Regions from separate parts of the Sander lucioperca genome. Here region 2 is linked to region 1. A link is a contact called in public Hi-C data. All regions are on one chromosome and are shown on one strand. Each heading gives the region's core, a stretch centred on a gene start, on an enhancer-like site or on the middle of the called end of the contact. The rest is flanking DNA. Distances are from core to core; before and after follow the strand shown.

Evidence for each region. A called contact is a pair of places that touch in the nucleus more often than the background predicts.
Region 2: a contact with region 1 is called in a Hi-C map of muscle, with 3 times the contacts expected there. The contact joins the promoter of cks1b here to the promoter of dpm3 in region 1. A contact is called at or near these places in 2 of 2 Hi-C or Micro-C datasets (liver and muscle).

Annotation. Positions count from the first base shown.
Region 1 is chr16:13,552,886-13,557,548 of SLUC_FBN_1.2, reverse strand. It overlaps dpm3 (dolichol-phosphate mannosyltransferase subunit 3), which reads right to left and starts at 2,165. Exons shown (of 2, transcript XM_031296051.2): 1 at 2,042-2,165; 2 at 672-1,799. The coding sequence starts at 1,753. The coding sequence ends at 1,475.
Region 2 is chr16:13,735,837-13,740,337 of SLUC_FBN_1.2, reverse strand. It overlaps cks1b (cyclin-dependent kinases regulatory subunit 1), which reads left to right and starts at 2,612. Exons shown (of 4, transcript XM_031296056.2): 1 at 2,612-2,772; 2 at 3,030-3,097; 3 at 3,261-3,388. The coding sequence starts at 3,039. pbxip1a (pre-B-cell leukemia transcription factor-interacting protein 1) reads right to left here and starts at 1,850. Exons shown (of 11, transcript XM_035993295.1): 1 at 1,832-1,850; 2 at 455-585. The coding sequence starts at 529.

The DNA of each region.
Region 1 (4,663 bases), core at 916-3,415:
TTTCACATGTGGTTACGAGTAAGAACATAACTGCTTACCAAGGCAAGCCTTTGGTGTAAATATCAAAGTATAAGATTTTCTGGTAAAAAGAAAAAACAGGTTGCCTTTCATCCAGTCTGCTCTTGCAACAGCTTGCAGACATTCATGGGGGGTGACGTTGCAGGGCATGATGGGGCTGCAGCCAAACGGCACAACAGGCAGAGTGTGCAAAAAGAGAATTGCCAACTCCGTTGCATTTGTTCTAAAGTTATGGGAGCTTTTGAAACCCCATAATGATGCCTTTGGCCAGGCTATGCTTTGTTTATACCCAGTGGGAACTCACTGAAAATGAGCATAGGCAGCTTTTAAGGCTCACACAAAAGAACTGTACTTGCCAACATCAGATTAGTTCAAACCCTACATACTAAGCTTACATTCTCTGATTGGAGCAAACCTCTGTGAGGGTAGAAAAGGAAATGCACATTTCATGTCGTTAACTACTGTACAAAATGGGACAAAAGTGTCTTGTACAGAGGGAGGCATTGAGAAGTTGATATAAAGCCCTGAGCCATGTGGGTTATGCTTGGAGAAGGAATGCATCATATATGCAAGCACTCAAGCACATACTCGCATACTTCCTGGCCCTATTGGAACCCCCAACCCACAAACACACACACATTTGTAGTCAGAAAAACTGAAGAAAAATAGACTCCAATTTAATTAAGTTCCAGCAATAGCCCAAGGTCACAAGTCTGAAATTGGACAATGGAATGTACATTTCTTTACAGATAAAATCTAGTCCATCTATACAGACGAGCAACAATCTCCAGACACACACAACAATGTCCACACTGTGTAGTACTATTTGAGATTTGACACAGATTGAAAGCATCTGAGAATTCCTAGTGGTAACAGTCTTTAGTGAGATTGTTCCGGTGTGACCCTTTGGTTTCATTTGATGGCATTTCAGTGATCGGCAACTTAGATGATAATTTAGCAGAGCAGTGGTTCTCAGGGGGATTTAATTGTGTGCCATTCGCATCCAAAGACAGCACCATGTTTGTTCACGGTTTAGCTCCTTTCTTTTATCTGGATTGAGGTGTGTTAATCAGTTAAACCACCTGTTACAAAATGATTCAAACAGAAACTGGTGTTGTTGAATATAATTCCGTTACTTCATAAAAGAGGTCTTTAAATGGTGAGAATAAAAAAAAAAAAAATAGTCAAACTGCTGTGTTGTCACTTATGAGTAACCCTGAAATCACTGGCCGTTAATTTCTAATTTCCTGAAGCACATTTGATCTATGTCTTATTTGAAAGAGATGACACTACATAACACAAAACAAACTATGCTGCATAAAGAGTCATTATAACTGATGTTCAGATCATGTCTGCTGAAAACAAAAAAAGAGGGAGTCAGACAGGTTGTGTGTGAAAGTAGTCCGTGCATCCCTTTCAGTCTCTCAAAAGATCCTCCATTAGTCCTTCTCAAGTTCTACATCTTTAATCCCTTTTTCCTTAAGTCCTCTTTGGCTTCTTTTATCTGCCCCTGCAGCTCTTTTGCCGCCTCGTCACAGTCATTAAAGGTGGCCACCCTGTATCCCACCGTGGCCAGGGAGTAGCAGCCAAATGAAACCAGCAGGTACAGAGGCATCGGCCAGGCGACCTCTCTGTAAGTCTGCGGCAGGCTCAGGTCCAACAGGTCGAAAGAGACCAAAGCCCAGGCTGCGCCCACCACCGACACACCGAACAGCCACTCCATAAGTTTTGTCATGATGAGAGCTGCCGCGAGGATTTCAGATGAGGAGCTGGGAAAGAACCTGAAGGAGAAACGAACGGTTAAAAGGTTATTTATTCATACATACCGTTAGCTTAGCTTTAGCACACCAAAGTAGCATCGTGTTAGCTAACGTTATGTAGCTACAACACACGAGGAAGACAAACAGCAGGTAGGCAACAGGAATATGTGGTCATACACAACCAACTAAAGGGAAATATTTATTCGGTTAAATAGCATTTCGTTCAATGATACGTTTTAGAACAAATAATCCGATGTGTTTACCTCCTCTCAAACGCCACCTCAGCTCTGCGCAGAATTATGACGTAACCGTCACGCCTTATGGGAAATGCAGTCACTGCTGTGTTGCTTCAAAAATTCCAACAGATCTACTGAATTATTGATCAGGTAAGATGTAAGATACGAACTTTATTGTCATTATACTGTTGTGCAAGACAACAATACAATGAAATTGCGATGACACTCCCTGAAATTAAAAACAATCTATATGAAAAAAAGATAACATATTTATTTGTTCATTTTCTTTTAACTTACAAATCGGAGAATTAATTATTCACAAGCAAAAACAAGTTTTATTAAAGCTTAAATATTTAATAATTATTAAGATTTACAACTCGAATCTCAAAAATCTTTTGTGATCTATTGAAGACATAACTAGATAATTAGCCTAGTATTTTGCATGCAAACCCTTAACTATTTATCTATCTACATATTTAATGATGTATTTTGTTACTATTGTTGTCACACTATATTCTACATGTCCTGTTTTGTTGTTGTAATGACCCACTATTTGTATGAGGAGTGAGAAAACAGTGGTCAGAAAGATTACTACATTCCCTCATTATACTTATTACTCAATAAATCTCAATGTTTGCTGCTGTCTATGTTTTTCATTAAAACGTTGCCGTAGACTGTTGTCTGATGCATTAACAACACCAGCGCCCTGTCAGCTGAGAGACAGAAAACAATTTGTTTCAACTAAGTCTATAATGAGGCCCCCAGTCAGGCTTTTAACACACATTAGACCTTAAACTGTTTCTCTGTGCCATCCTCTTAATTTAGAAAAGCCATTTTGAAAATTAGTTTACCATTAGTACTAGCTGAAAGCTATCCATAAATACTAATGTTATTCCAAAGCGGGGAATCCAACAACAATTTCATTAGGGGCCTCCGGGAGCACACTGTCTGACCTCAGTGTCTTTAGGTGCGCTGGGGCACGTCCGTTCATTCAGGGCGGTGAACTGTCCAGGTGCAGAGGGCACAGACCTCTCCAGAGTGAAATCAGGAGGAGTGGGAGATGTAAACATCATTCAGTTAGCTGGAGAAAGGGACGCACCAAAGAGCCACTGAGAAATAAACATCATTCTTTGGGGGAAAATGGAGAGTTATTCTTAGGACGGTGATGTTTATGTTTGTCTGCACCAGTGTTAATAGTGTAAGTGACAATCTGCGTGTCTGCCAGAGGGGTGAAGCCTGTTTCTTCTGTTTATGGAGACTGGTATATGCAAGACTGGAAGATAATCTGGGTTTATGTCTGTTTGCTGAAACATAAATCTTGGAATCCTAATAATCAACAATTATCTTTCCAAGTCTGCAATGTAGTTCGAGGAATATGCGTATGGCTTTGTATAACAGCTATGATACTATGGCCTAAATGTCCACCGATGTGTATTGTGTTTAAATTTCCTTTACAAGAAGCTGCAACTCATGATTATATCCATTATTGATTGATATGCTGACTATTGTCAGATTACAATCTTAATAAAACATATATGTTTTATTAAGATTTTAATTATTTAATAATTGAATCTGTAAAATCGCAGACAATTTCCCACTGCCCAAGGTAACATCTTACATTTCAACACCCAAAGATATTCATTTAGAGAAAAACAGCAGATCCTAACATTTTAGAAGTTGAAACCAATAAATGTTTTGCATACTTTTGCTAGATAAATTACTTAAATTATTAATTAATTAATTATCAAAATTGTGGTCATGGAATGTTCTGTCAATCCGATAATAACCAGACTATATTCAAAGTTGTCTCCTTAAGAAATATAGTGGAAAATTAAAAGCTAGAAACTCAAACCTTCAGACTGAAATTAAATAATACTTTGAATTGGTCAGGTTACTTCACTGCATCGATAGAATAAAGCAAATCCAGGTGGGATTACCCATGACATGCTGCATCATTACATACATCATCCATCGGTATGAGCAGCAGTGTGAGTGTGTGTGATGCTCAGTGGGAACAGTCGAGCTGGCTTTTCTCACTGTATCTCCCTGCCAGCTCCTGTTCCGTTCCAGTACTCAGGAAACCTGTGCTCCATCCGAGAAGGCCTGGCAGACACAACACAACAGCCTGTGAGCAGGAGGGGCATTAAAACCGAGAGAATGAGAGAGAGACACAAAAATAGAGAAAGAAAGGGAGAGGGAAGGGGACATGTAGAGTGAGACAGAAAATGAGATGGGGATATATAGGGAACCAGAGTGAGAGAGGGGTGAAGCAACGGCAGCAGTTACTTTTTCTGGAAGAACCAGAAAAGAGAGGGAGGGGGGGTTTCATAGCTGACAGGGCAAGAGCGAGAAAGCTGAGAGGGCCAGGAATAAAAAGAAAGGGTGACTGAGTATGTGGACGAAAGAGGAGAGGGCAACAGAGAAAAGAGGAGAGGAGGGAGCAGACAGGGGAGAGAGGTTTAGACAGGGGGGTGAAATCAGGGGATTTGCAGGTGCAGCTTGAACAACCAATGACCTTAATGGTGCATTAAATCCAGCTGTTCCTTATCCAGACTTTCCTTCAATCCCCCTAACACCTTCAACTGCACAATAGACTGCATGCAGCACCTCGGTTCCCACAATGAGGAGTGAGTATTGCAGCGTAGGCTG
Region 2 (4,501 bases), core at 1,363-3,862, 180 kb before region 1:
AATGCAATACATTGCCACAGCACTACAATACTACACACTCCTACAACCTTCACTATAACCTTCATAAAGGCATGATTTATTGCAGGGCTGTTGTATTACATTAGTTTTAATTGGGTGTGTGCCTAATAAACTGACAATTGTGTGTATACTGGTATCTAAGGAGGATCTTCTGCTTATTACATTATATATTTTTCTGTATTGAACGCAGCTGTCTTAACACAGACAGCCATGTACAAATACTTGCACATAGAGTTGAAATACGTTTCCCACAATTGAATAACTATGGGAAGCAGGGTGCAGGTACAAACATGCCATATTTAAAATGAACTTGTATTCATGAGCAAGGAAAATAACTATCATCCAAATTATATCCAGGCACACACAGAGCTTCAAGTTTCAGTTTCCCTGAGCTGCGTCTTTGTCATACCCTGTTTTATACTGTCTATGGTCATACCTCGGGGGAGAGGAGGGTCCAGCTGTTGGTTGAGGAGCCACTGCTGCTGCCTGTGCTGTTGCTGTTGTCAGACATCGCCCTCTTCAGGCTCAATTTGGCACAGCACGGTGCAGACTCAGCTTTATGATTTTCTGCAGACGACGACAGAAACAATGTATATTCGTTGATCATGCCTGATGCACACACAGCATGCCTTGTGGGAGTTAACTGGATTATCTAGATGTAATAATCTGACTCTAACATGGTTACACTGATATTTGTAGGCTACTTGCCAACAACCGTATGCGCAGTTCGAACATGAAGTAAACACAGAATTAAAAACTATGTCTCATTTTCGGCAATATTTTGATGGTGTTTTTGTAAATAATCGTTCAAGAGGACACGTATGCAATAACGTTACAGTTTGGGACCTAATTTACCACAGACATGAGATAAAGACCAGATTGTCGTTAATACAAGTTATGTAACGGTGTGTTGGCATCCATACTGCTGCGCAGTTTTTTTTTTTTAAAAGGGTTCAGTCAGAAGAAACAGGAATCTCCTGATTGTTTTCATCACTGCTGCTTTTCCCAGCCAACTTTTCATTCAGATCCATGCATCCAGTCAATCTGTGTGCCAGTTAAATTACCAAAAATGGTCAAACCGCAGACACGAGCAGCTCTTTGATCCAGACAAACAACGGTTGATACTCACGTGTCGACAACACTATGTGCGCTAAAGTTCTGTTTAGCACACATAAGAAACAAAAATGAAGGGGCTATAACTGTTGTAGCAACTAAATCCAGGGTTCACTCATAATGGTAAACAAAGGATGGTAACATGGATGGTAGGCTGAATATTCCCACTGCACTCTTCCGCGTTCTCACTCAGGCCCAGCTGTTCGCCAGCACCTGCTCGACGCTACCAAATTTAACACAAAGAAGACGTTTTATTTACCCAATTTGTTTACACCTCAGTCGCTCGCTGTTTTTCCCTTCAAAACGTTTTGTTTTTTAGTATGAACAACGCTCTTCTCTTCCCGTGAACTTGGGAACTTTGGGAATTCCAAGCTGCGTCACGTCGACCAAGGCGCCGTTCGTCCAATAGGGTTTCAGCAGAGGAGAAGGACCTCCCGCCCCTGAATCACGGCTAGACCAATCAGATATAAGTGTCGTGTCAGGAAAACGACGCACAGCCCTGCTTGATTGACGCCTGCAGGTGAAAGTGGCAGGCGATAGACACTGACGCTTTTAATAATACAACGCCATGTGTGAACCGTCCCTTAAGATGCATGGGTTTACACACACACACATATATATTTATACAGAAGAGTGAGGCTACCAGGACCAGCCGCACACTGACACGTCTGCAGAGCTATATTTGAACTGCGGGACTTACCAGGGTGGATAACCCCTCTACTCCGATTGCTCCTGTGTGGACATCGATTTCATCATCTGGATCCTTTTACTCTAAAATTAGAGTATGTAAACGGTTTGTGATAGGGACATTTACTTTAACACATCTGCATATCTGACACAAGAACCCACACAAACACACACGCCATTAAAAATGATTGAGTCTGTGGTTCCAGATAAATAGGCTTTAGATTACAGTGGTAAAAATGGACTCAGAAAACCACCGTGTAAAACTACCCCTAAATGAAAGGAGTATGGCCTCTCGTAGTTCGAATAGATCATAAAAAAAAATCATAACTTTTTTGAGAAGTTGTTTAAAATAGAGGTCATTCATCGGGAAGTCTTGTGTATTAACATATATTAGCTCTGAAAGTATCATGTCACCCCTTCTATGTATTTGCTTAAATAAAACTGTCAAAATCATGAAAGAGAGAGTTCTATCTTTCCCTCAGGATGAATAAAGTATCTATCTATCTATCTATCTATCTATCTAATAATAACAGTTCTTATAATACATCCATACTCAATGGTAGATATGCATATACATCTACATCCATAGTCAATGACATGTCATGTTTGGGCTGTGTGTATTATACTTTCTGGAAGTTATATCCTTTAGTTAGTTCTCTTAATACATCCATGACGGTTTAAATGGATCTTTGGCATGCTACATATGTTGACCAATCACGAGGCCCTGTAGCGATTACGAAGATTTACTGCGACAGACAGAACAGACCAATGGCAAGGGGGCTATAATGGATGGATTGACCAATGGGATGAGACGAGGTCTATTTGAACGGTCATAAGCGGGCTAGCAAACATTCGAGAGGGAAACAAAGAGGGGTCAACATCTTACTACTTTTGAACGCGAAAAACTGGAATTATTAACTTTTTCTGATCAGGATACTTTGGCAACCATATAAGGTAACTTTGAAGCCCCATTGATTGCGCCACACAATAGCAGAAACATAGAAAGGCGTTTACGTAAGTTGTCAGAGATAACGCTTGTTCTCGGCTAACTTGAGCAACGTTAGCTTAACGTTACTGTTAGCTGCACTCGCTTAGCGATGCAAACAAAAAAAAAACCGGAAACTTGCTGCCACGTTGTCCCCTAAATATTAGTGTAATATGCCTTATTGCTGATTCTGAATGTTGACTAATGTTAAAAATCTCTCCACCAGGTCTCCATCATGTCTCACAAACAGATATACTACTCTGATAAATATGACGATGACAAATACGAGTACAGGTGTGTATGGCTAATGTTTATCCAACATACAATTTAATTTTCTCAAGCGTGTCAACGTTATCATAACGATTTTAGCAAAGTGGCTTTGTAGAGAAACTAATCATCACTTTGCGTTGGTGCATTAGCTAATATTCTGCTTAATATCCGCCCTCATTTTCTACAGGCATGTAATGTTACCCAAAGACATTGCAAAGCGTGTACCCAAGACCCATTTGATGTCGGAGACAGAGTGGAGGAACCTGGGAGTCCAGCAGAGCCAAGGATGGGTGCATTACATGATCCACCAGCCAGGTAGTTTATCTTGTTTCTAAACAAAGCAGTCATAAATATCATGATTTGATCGCTTTCTGTTAAATATTGTTTCCTTGGTCCTACTTTATTATCATGCCAATAATAGACGAGACTGTACCTGATGGGGCCACTGGATGGAAAAGAGGCTTATCTAAAGTTACTCTATTTTTACAAAAGTACAGTGCCATAATAGCTGTAAGGCTTTGGTTATGATCAAGTGTGAAAGTGGGATCTGATCTATATGATGACGTTCATCAAAAGTATTATAAAGTCTAGATATTTGAGACAAATATGTATAAAATGGCTTCTGTGCCAGAGATTATTTGACTGCAGGGCACACTAACTCTATGAGCAACTGTTCTCTTTTACAGTTGTCATGTGCTGAATCTGTTTACAAAATCGTGACCCCAAGCTGAAACTTATCAGGCACATGACACAATGTTGAGTGATATGTCACCAATTTGCATTTAGGGCTGCACGATATGAGGAAAATATCTAATTACGATTATTTTGACTGACATTGCAATATGATTCACGATATTGAAAGGAATGATCATGTTTGTATCATTATTTTCATTGACTAATATTACATTTTAAACAATTAAAAGGATTATAGTGTGATTTTCTTTTTTATGATTAATTGTGCAGCCCTACATTTAACTGAACTTGTCCACTGTAGGGTTTGTTAATTGAAAGTTGAAGCCCCCCCCCTTCCCATATTTGCCCCTCTATACTTTAGCTAACACAATTGCCAATAAGGGGACCTCCTCTTGATATCTTTTAGGCAGAAGGTGAGAGATGCAAAGTCTGATGTGGGGATTTGATGTCAAAATGGGTTAAATTGCACCTTTTTCGAAGAGGTGGTACAGATTCAATTCAATTCAATTTTATTTATAGTATCAAATCATAACAAGAGATATCTCGAGACACTTTACAGATAGAGTAGGTCTAGACCAAACTCTGTACTTTACGAAGCCCCAACTATTACAGTGGTTGCCTCAGATGAGTGGTGAACGTTGCAATAGCTTTTGTGACCACAATTATCTGGATGGCGAATGTCAAACCCAGCATTACATGTACACCCTACATTCAAAAATAATGGAATATGAGTCA